2 separate regions of the Mus musculus genome follow, and region 2 is linked to region 1. Evidence: chromatin contacts called from public HiCAR-type data. All regions are on one chromosome and are shown on one strand. The core of a region is the stretch at or near the end of the contact, and the rest is flanking DNA. Distances in the headings are between cores, read along the strand shown.

Region 1 (4,554 bases), core at 1,935-4,434:
AACACTTTTGCCCAGTTTTGTTTCTAAAGACGGGAGTAATAATACAAATGACCTTCCTAGACAACACAGTGACTGTGTAAAATAATATGAGAAAAGTGCAACAGGAGCAAGCTTAGGGGTCTGGGAATGGCTCAGAGGGAGAAGGCCCCCCCCCTCTCTCTCTCTCTCTCTCTCTCTCTCAGCCAGCCTGGGTTCCACCCCCAGCACCCACAAACAGGAGGAAGAAGGCCTACTACACCAGAGCATCCTCTGACCTCCATTCCATGCTGTGGACTTTGTAAAAGTTACTCCACTGTTTCTATGTTACCTTTTGTGGCAGGCAGGACTGAGACTCCATTTCACTCCCAGCTCCCGGGAAATTTTCCCCAGCCCATTTAAATTCTACTGAATTTAACTTGTGTTTTCATTGGTCTCTGTGAAACCTCAATTTAAGTAAATGTTTCAGTCCTAGAAGCCCACTGCAGAGGATTTTCGGATCCATGGAAACACACTGCTTGTCTACTCCAATAACAACCAACATAGATGACTGTCAGCAGATTCTTGCACTGGAGAATGGCTGTGCATAGCATCCCCCATCCTCACAGCATCCTCCCCACTGCATCTCATGGCTCATAAGGCACGTGATAACTCAGGAATATGAGGATAAAACATGCTTAAATACTCAACAACTTTAATTTGCTATGAGAGAAAAAACATACTTTGTGTGTTTTCTAGAGCTAACAAAATATCATTGACAAGTTTAAATAGAAATTTATTCCCTCACCATACTGGACCCTAGACCTTACAGGGCTGCTAGCTTTGCCTTGTTTCCTCAGAGCCAGTCCCTTGGCTTGTGAATGGCCTTCTTGTCCTTTCCTTGAGATGATAAAGCTTCAATATATGAATTTGATGTGAACACAATTTAGCCTGTAACAACAGCCCTTGGCAGTTCATTCATGGTTTTCATTTTTAAAAATCTAACAAATCAAATTCAGGTAGTACCCAAAGTAGAAAGTAGTGATTTGAGGTCTCTGATCCTTCTGTGGAGCCTCTCCGTTTTGACCCATTAGTTATAGTATGGTTTTCTGCTGGGGAGTCACCTAGACATTGTTCTGACTGAGTCAGCGTGGTATACATCATCGTTCCTAAAGCTGTCAGTTTACTTAGAAACATGGTACAGTGCTTCTAAGGGGTTTTTGGGGAGGAAGGGGTAGGTTTCCAAAAATATTGTTCATGGTGAAAAAATTATTGGACCAAGTTTTTTCTTAAAATTTTTTGATGAGCAGTAATAACATAGAGGGGCAAGATGAGAGTGCTGGAGATAGCGCTTGGAAAATGGGAAGATCCCTCCTCCAAATACTGTTATATACGGCACTTAAAAAAAAAAAACAAGAGACAAAAAACAAACAAACAAGCAATCCCTGATACATACATGCTTGTGTGTGTGTGTGTGTGTGTATGTACATCCACTAGAAATGAGTCTTCTATAGTTTATAACACACTTCTGGTCTAACAGCAAGAAGCATGTAAAAAGCACATAAGAGCACATTGATAAGTCAGTTGGAATCTCCAGGGTGCCTGCCATAACTGCATATTACAACCTCACTGCTTCCTTTATCTTGGCTAACATCATGTAAAACTAGGGTTAATAAGAGCTACGTGTATTATTTACCAGCCATGGTCATCTTGCCTACTACCACAGTGTGACTTTTACTCTGATGCACAAAAACAATGGTGACTGAACTGATGGACACCGATTGCCCAGCGTACTGACAATAAAAGTGGCTCTCTCCCCACTTTAATCTCCTTAAACATGGAAGGCCCTGCTTCATGATAACTAAAGGTCTTCGGACAAGGACAGATCATCCACAGCAATCCAGTTGAGTCTCAACCTGTCCAAGGAAGATTAATTAAATTCTGCACACTAGCAGAAACTTCACTTGCAGATTAATACTAAGACATAATTTTCACTCCGGATTTTATTGAATAGTTTAGTAGTTTCATTTATAAGGAAAAAGAAAAGAACCCAATGGTTTATGAGTAACACCTCCACAGTAAAAAGAATCAGTTCACATTCACAAAGGTGTTAGGTTTCCGTTTCCTGTTTCCTAGTCTACCCACAGTGGCTAAGTACCATAAACAAGCAACTTTTCCTCCAGTCAGCCTTGAAATGGTCTCACAGGCGTCACAGGCATGGAAGGTCTCCTCAGAATTGGTGTGCTGCACTTTTTCACTTATGAATGTTTGTTATAAATGCCTTGAAGAGCAAATGGCATGTTATCTGTGCTTTCTCCTTTCTCATATTCCACCAAAAATACATTTGTTGTCCTTTGGCCTTCAGACACTTCCATTTTCTCGACTTTTGACTTCTTTCTCTGTGCCCCCCCAACAACAGAAGCCTCGCTGTAACTGATCACGTTTTCCCCCTTTTATTTCTTTTTTTTTGTTTTGTTTTACATCTTTTCAGTTATTAAATGGGAAGAAATCCAACATGCAGCTGAAGATCGCATATTTTTTTTCTAGCCTGCGTGTGTGTGTGTAAAATCACCCCGCCCTCATTTTGTATCTATTTCACCGCACTGTCGTGGCCAAGAACTTGAATTCCAAAATGGCTTGCTCCTTTCGAGCTGACATGGGCTATAAAAATGCAATTTATTCCCACTGCAACCAGCCCTTCTCCCTATTCTCTACCATTACGATTGCGAGAAGCACAGACAGCTAGTTGGGCCTGACAAGGGCTGCAAAGCACACCTTATCTGCTAAATCCAGCAGAGCCAGCAAAGCCGCCGGCACTGGTGGGGGAAGCGTTAAAGGCTGGAAGAAAACCCGAAAAACCCCAAGGCCCATGCTGCGCACACACACGGGGCCGCCTCGCGCCCTCCTGCTTCCACCGCCGGCCCCGCCCACCCCACGGGTCCCGCCCCCTCCGTCCCGCCGCGGCCACGCCCGACGTGTGGCGCGGCCCCGCCGGGCGGGGGCGGGGCCTGCGTCGCCCCTCCCCCGCCGCCGGCGGCCTCCGCGCGGGCCTCCCAGCCCCTATTCCACTCACTTTGTTCTGCGCCTTTGTCCTGGTCCGCACCAGCAGGTGGAGCCGCAGTGAAAGTTTCCCGTCCGTTCTGCGAGCGGGAGCCCATCTTGCTCGCCGCCGCGGCCCTCGCTGGAGGAGGAGGGTCAGAGCTCGGGGGCAGCCAATCGCGGGCAACGCTGCTAGTTATCAGGGCAGAATGGGCTGTAGTTTAGTGAAATAGGAAAGCTGCAAAACACCGTGGAGTGCCGCCGTGTAAATAAAAAGGAAAAAAAAGTTTCTCAAGTCGCAGCTGCACGACGTCGGGCCGCGCCGCGCCGGGGCGGGGGTCTGCGCTCTCGGAGCGGCCGCGCGCGGGACTCGGTGGTGCCGCCAGCCCCGGCCCCATTGTTTGTGTTTTCTTCAAAATATGGCAAAGGTTCAGGTGAACAATGTAGTGGTGCTGGATAACCCGTCGCCTTTCTACAACCCGTTCCAGTTCGAGATCACCTTCGAGTGCATCGAGGACCTGTCTGAAGGTGAGCGAGTGGCGCCGGGCTGTCAGTTGCGGCGGCGGACGTTAAAGTTTCCCGGCCCGGCCTCGCGCGGGGTGGGCCGCGGCCGGCGGCCGGCGGGAGGGCGGCCATGCGAGGGAAACTTGAAGTTGAGGGACGCCGGCCGCGCCGCAACTTGCGAGCAACTTGCCGGGCGGAGGGAGCCATGTTGTCAGCTTTGTCTGCGGCGGGCGGCGCTCGGCGGCCCCCGGCTCGCGCGGCGCTGGCGGGGGGTCGTGCGGCCTCGGCGGCCCCAGGGCCCCACGGCCCGGTGGGGAGCAAGCTGGGCCGGTGGGAAGCGGAGCCATCTTACCCGGCGGCACGACGCCTGCTCCGGACCGCCGGGGGCGAGCGGGCCCGCGCCTTCCCGCCCGAGCCCCGCCGAGGCTGTCCTCGCGCCGCTCTCCGGCTCCCTCCACCAACCAGCGCGGAAGGCGGGCGCTGGGCTCGGCCCCTCGGCGCCTGGCTCCCGGGGGGCGGCCGTGCTCTCCGCGGGCGCCCGGGATGCTGTGCGCCGCCTCTCCCCGGGGACAGAGACCTCTCGGAGAGAAATGGTGAGGGGCTGGGAAGTTCCATGGCACCCTAGAGCAGAAGCAGGGTGCTTAACCAATTCCAGGCACTTCTCTGGCGTTTAGAAAGTCTGAAAGACTTTCTCCAGAACGTGTGAAGAAGAAGCAATTAAAATAACTCCACGTCCAAGCAGATGGAGAAAATGCAAACGTTAGCTGGGAGATAGAAGGCAAAATCCTTTCTGAAGTACATTTTACGGTTTAAAAAATGCGAAATAGTGAGGTAATACAGAACTTAGAAAGCTAAAATATGGCTTCTTAACGCTTTTCTTAGATTTTATTAAAATCAATGCTTCATTTTCAACATTTGAAACAAAAAGTTTAACTTCATTGGTGTTAAATTTTAGTTAACTAGGAGGACATCTTGGGACTTGAAAGTATTTCGACAAAATGCCTTGTATTATCCTAATCATGACGAAAAGAATTTCTCTTTTAATTTAAAAGTTTA
Region 2 (5,165 bases), core at 1,246-3,745, 2.5 Mb after region 1:
TCTTACTTAACTACATTCATTTCTTTGATATAAAAGTTTTCCTCCCACAGGGTTAGAGAAAACTTCCTGCCTGATAGTCAAAACCCAAAAATGGGGACACAATTTATACAAAACCGTAGATATGCACACCAAGTGTGCACATGAATATGAAGCTTCAAGTTTTCAATATTTACAGATTTGTAAAAGAAAGAACAGGGACAGAGCCAGTTTGCCACCAGGTCTCTGAATGAACACTGAAGGAAGAATGAATGGAAATTTTGACTAGGCTTTCCGCCTTGCCCTAATCTGATCTGAGCTGCAGAAAGGATCTGGGACCTCCTGCAGCTTCAGTTTAGTTTGGGCTTTTGTAAATACAAAGCTTTGCAAATATATATAAAGACAAAGTATGGACTAGAAGCACACTGAATATACACATTTTGTTATATATACATACTGGTGAATTTATATATTTTGCAAATCTGAATGCTTAATAGAAGCTGTGTCTGTGCTCAATGCAATGCTTTACACTTGGTTACCAAGACAGGGCTAATACAGACTAATCACTGGCAGGTGAGTTAGAACTCATCTGCAATGCCCAGCATCTGGCATGAAACAAACAGACATAAAAACAAACAAAACCCTAGAACTACTACTCATGGAAGTCACTAGCCACGGTAGAAAGAATTGACAAAGGACTACACTTATGTCTAAAAAACTTTTCTAAGTCTGGTGTGGGGGTGCATAGATGCACCCTGAGGAGGAAAAAAATTAGCAAAGTGGAAAAAAAAATGAATTCCCAAATAAAAAGAATGCAAAAGACACACAAGTAACACACACACAAAGAATAGCTAATAGAGCATAGTGCTTGCTGGGAACTTAAATATTTTCTGACCGAGTGAACAACTGAATAGAAGAAATAGATTCCATCAAATTGGCAGAATGGAGAAAGCCACAACCTATGAGACATGCAAAAAGGGTAGATAGAAATGTATAATTTGAAAATGTGCCAATTCTTTAACATCGCTAACACCACTTATAAGAATTTGTTGTAAAAAAAAAAAAAAAAGTATAGCTGTCCACAGATTTATCTATCGGTTTTAAATTAAAATGTTCATGAATCCTAATTTTATAAACACTGGACAGTCTACATGTACAATAAAACATTAGTTGCTGATTGAACAATTAGCAACAGATGATCATTTAAATTAATACAAAGAATAGAAAGTACTGGATATGTATATGGGTATTTGTGATTGTGTGCACGTACATAAATTTTTAAAATGAGGAATTTGTAATCAAGGTTATATTCTAATTTATGATATTAAATATTTCCATAATGTAATTTTAACTGTCTCATTACTAAAGTTAATCAGATTTAACTAGTAACTGGGTTACTAAGAATAAGTAGGTTATTTGGTATAATGGAATATTAACGAACACTCAACTGTGTTTTATTACGTTAAAATGACCAATTTCCAATCTAAATTTATTTCTAAAATTGGTGTTATTCTTTTTCTCCTAAAGTCCTACAGAGGCTGGTCCTTAAGAAAAAACAACAACTGAATTTCAATTCGACTCAGGAAGTGCTGCGCTTCCAGCTTGACCACTGCCGCGGGCTCGAGTGCTGTGCAGCGCTGAGATCGTCACACGGTTGCTGGGGAAAAAAACTGGCAGAAAGTTCCAGACTCTGATCTATTTGAATGGCTGAGATGGGAGGTGACAGCCCGAGACCTCTGGCTCTGTGAAGACTCATGAAGTCTCAGGTTACAGTGTGAGCCTGCCAGGAAAACAGCAGCCCGCCAGAGGAGCCCAGGCCGGAGGGGCGAGAGCGGCGCGTTGCCAGTGACGACCATGGCCACCCTCGGCTGCGCACCTAAGGATGACGGTGAGGGGAAGGATGAAGGAGGGAGTGATCGAGGTGATGGCGACTCAAAGCCTAAAGGCAAGAAAGAAGTGGAACCCCACACAAGACGGGAAGCGGACGAGCGGGCCATGCGCATCCCCATCCCGGAAGTGCTCCAGCAGCGGCTGGCGGACGACTGTTACTACATCAACCGCAGGCGGCGGTTGGTGAGGCTGCCTTGCCAGACCAATGTGGGCGCCATCCTTGAGTGCTACGTGCGCCACTTCTCGGCGAGCGTGCTGGCCTTGGGGGACCGCCGGCCGCAGCCCCAGCGCGCTGCGCCCGAGAGGAGCGTGGGCCTGTGCCGGGAGATGGCGGACGGGCTGCGCATCACCTTCGACCACGCGCTCCCCTTGGTGCTGCTCTACCCTCAGGAACAGGCTCAGTACGAAATGGTCACCTCCTCCACCTTTTTCTTCCCCACTGAGGAGCGAGCCAGCGATGCTGGCAGGAGCCAGGAGGCGCCCTGGCCGGGCCCGTCGCCCCCGCAGCCCTCGGAGAGCCAGGCCGTGGCGGGGCCAGCTGCCCCCAAGAGGCGCAGGGCAGAGGCCGAGGCAACGCGGGCTCCCAGGCGATCCACCCGCCACAGCACCCACTGCCACTGGCAGGCTGAGGACCGGGCCTCGCCCCAGGCCAAGCGCAGTGTGCCCAAGCTGTTCCCGCACTTGCAAAAGACACCTGTGCACAGCGCAGCACCGTCCCCCATCGCTCTGACTCCTGGCAAGGAAGGGAGTGCCATGTTTGCTGGCTTTGAAGGGACAACTGAGGAAATAAATGAGATCCTCTCCTGGAAGCTTGTGCCAGACAACTACCCTCCAGGACACCAACCGCCTCCTCCCTCCTACATTTATGGCGCGCAGCATTTACTGCGACTGTTTGTAAAACTTCCAGAGATTCTTGGAAAGATGTCCTTCTCTGAGAAGAATCTGAAGGCACTACTTAAGCACTTGGATCTCTTTCTAAGGTTCTTAGCAGAATACCAGGCTGACTTCTTCCTGGAGTCAGCTTATGTCTCTGCCTGTGAGGCGCACTATAGCAGCAAGAACCCCAGGACACTGTGTTAAAGTTTTAATGTCTCTGTAAGCATAGCTGCTCCACCTGGCTTTGTGTTCAGTGTTCTAGGTTGGCCCACCTTGGGGGAGAGGGGACAGGCTTGGATATTTGAGTTCCTCACATACTGCAGTTATTTTTGTTAACAACCAATTACTTCCTTGCTTTGTTTTGTTGCCTTGCCTGTAGGGAGGTAAAGTTGCTTAATTAGTTAATGTATAAAAATACATGCCATTGCACAGGCTGCGTGTGACAGCAGGAAGCAGCCTCTCCTATGTTCAGAGGGAATATTCCAAACTATACATAGGTTCTGCTCTTCTGGTAGACATCACACAGGCTGTTAACAAGAATTACGGTGTTTAGTTTTCTTAGCATCAAGCAAAATATTTTTGAAGACTCTTCTAATGTGATGAGATTGGAGGACTCTGTTCAGAATATATGAGTTCATATTTGGACACATGGCAATCTGAAATAACTTCTGGGGAAAACAAACATTGACAGCAAAAGAGAATTTCCAGCTCTATAATTTGTAAAATTCCCTTTCTGTGAAACATTTTCTTTGGTTATCTAAATAAAGCATTTTTGTCTGACAAAATTATTTATAAAGCTTCTCTATTCTTATACAACGTTTACTATTTATGCCTAAATGTAAAGTAAAAAGAAAACCAACATTTCACAAAGCAGAAAGCTGTTGCACAAAGTAGATTCCCTAATTTTGTTTTGGAGAAAACTGACAATAATTTTATATGAGATACGATACGGCCTCAATGAGAGCAAAGGAAACTGAATTTAGGGGGCTTATATTAAAACACTTTACGTTTGAATGTATACTTAAGAATTATTATATAAGATATGAATCTAAAAGGCACGTTGACAGACTAGAACTTGCTTTCCTGTCTGATACAATGAAAACAATACCGGATGATGCTGTTACTTCATCTTTACCATGAAATACGCAGTTTTTAATGTTGAAATAAAACATCCTAAGAAAAATATTTCTCTAAATACTTTAGATGGCTAGGAACAGCAAGCCGCTAAATCTTGGGAAAGATGAAAGAGTTCAGGCAAATCTTTTAATGGACAAATTTTGCAAATGTTTTTAAAAGGTGCTGAATAGCAGGGTAGGTACGGAAAGTTCAGAATGACTCAATCTGTGGGAGCAACCTTCACTGCAAAGGTCACACTGGGAAGGGGCTAGGGATCTGCTGGCGGGGACAGAGCAAGCTTTGCCCTTGAGGACAGGCTGTTTTTGTGTGTGGAGGGAAAAGTGTGCTAAAGGCCTGGAGGCAGTAAGGAGCACTGTGGTTGGGGAGATGAAGATGGCCTTCCTCTAGTCAGAGCTGAACAAGTGAGAAATAATGGACACTAGAAAGGAGGCCATAGATCAAGAAAGCCCTCCAAGGGTGTTTAGCTCTGATTTTCAAAATGAGAAACAGGAAAGGAAGCTTAATATCACTATTTTATTTCCTGCATTAATTTCCTCTCTATTAATTTATGAACACTCGGGAGACAATAGGGTTGGAGAGAATAATAACCACATTCTACCTCCTGCCCACTGATCACACTCTTCTAGCACAAAACATAGCTCTTAAGTGTTCAGTGACCCCAGGCAGAGTAATCTGAATGAAGGAGGGTGATATTTCTTCATTCTTTTATGTGTATGGGTGCTTTGTGTTCCGTGTGCATGTCTGACCTCCATGGGAACCAGAAGAAGGCATTCACTTTTCAGGAACTGGAGTTCCAGGTGGTTGTGATCTACAGTGTTAGTGGTGGAAATGGAACCCAGGTCCTCTGGAAGAACAGCCAGTTCTCTTAACCCATTAGATAATTTCTCTACCCCCCAAAGTGTAAATTTGGAAGTTACACATATTCTCTCAGGAGACTGAGGTAGGTGGATTGCCATGAGTTTGAGGCCAGTCTGGTGTACATAGAAAGACCCTGTCTTAAAAAAAAAAAAAATAACAAGAATTGTCTTTCTATATAAAAGGCACTATACTGAGAAACCCAGATGACTCTGGTCCACATAATCTCTCTAGTGTAAAGAGGAAAGGATGGCCCCGACTCACGAAGGCAGGCTCAGTATTAAGCAAATCTTCGAACTTCTGACCTGGGTGGGAGCCTCATGGCTCATGGGCGATGATGTAGGTGTAGCGGGAGTGCACTGTTGATAGATTCATTTAGTAGACGCTTGATAAGTGATGCAACAACTAACAGATAAGGCCTAGAATACAGA

What was found. HiCAR-type assays count read pairs that join an accessible place to other places.
Region 2: a contact with region 1 is called in a HiCAR-type map of astrocytes, with 8 times the contacts expected there. The contact joins the enhancer-like site here to the promoter of Asf1a in region 1. A contact is called at or near these places in 6 of 39 promoter capture datasets (the C10 cell line, cranial neural crest, frontonasal cranial neural crest and 3 more), 4 of 115 datasets of contacts at active chromatin or transcription factors (acute myeloid leukemia, astrocytes, embryonic midbrain and 1 more) and 1 of 9 other capture datasets (adipose tissue).

What each region holds. Positions count from the first base shown.
Region 1 is chr10:53,593,777-53,598,330 of GRCm38.p6, forward strand. It overlaps Asf1a (anti-silencing function 1A histone chaperone), which reads left to right and starts at 3,185. Exons shown (of 4, transcript NM_025541.3): 1 at 3,185-3,522. The coding sequence starts at 3,414. All of the region lies in intron 7 of Mcm9 (minichromosome maintenance 9 homologous recombination repair factor), which reads right to left.
Region 2 is chr10:56,113,351-56,118,515 of GRCm38.p6, forward strand. The region is part of intron 22 of Tbc1d32 (TBC1 domain family, member 32); the gene reads right to left. Msl3l2 (MSL3 like 2) reads left to right here. Exons shown (of 2, transcript NM_001163833.1): 2 at 1,504-3,530. The coding sequence starts at 1,831. The coding sequence ends at 2,946. Among named protein-coding and RNA genes, the nearest start is that of Msl3l2, 9.0 kb to the left of the region's middle. Within about 2 kb of position 2,496, at least 302 of the 459 cell types and tissues checked have an H3K27ac peak or open chromatin away from gene starts, as enhancers often do. A contact at or near this core is called in acute myeloid leukemia, adipose tissue, astrocytes and 2 more, where this site is marked.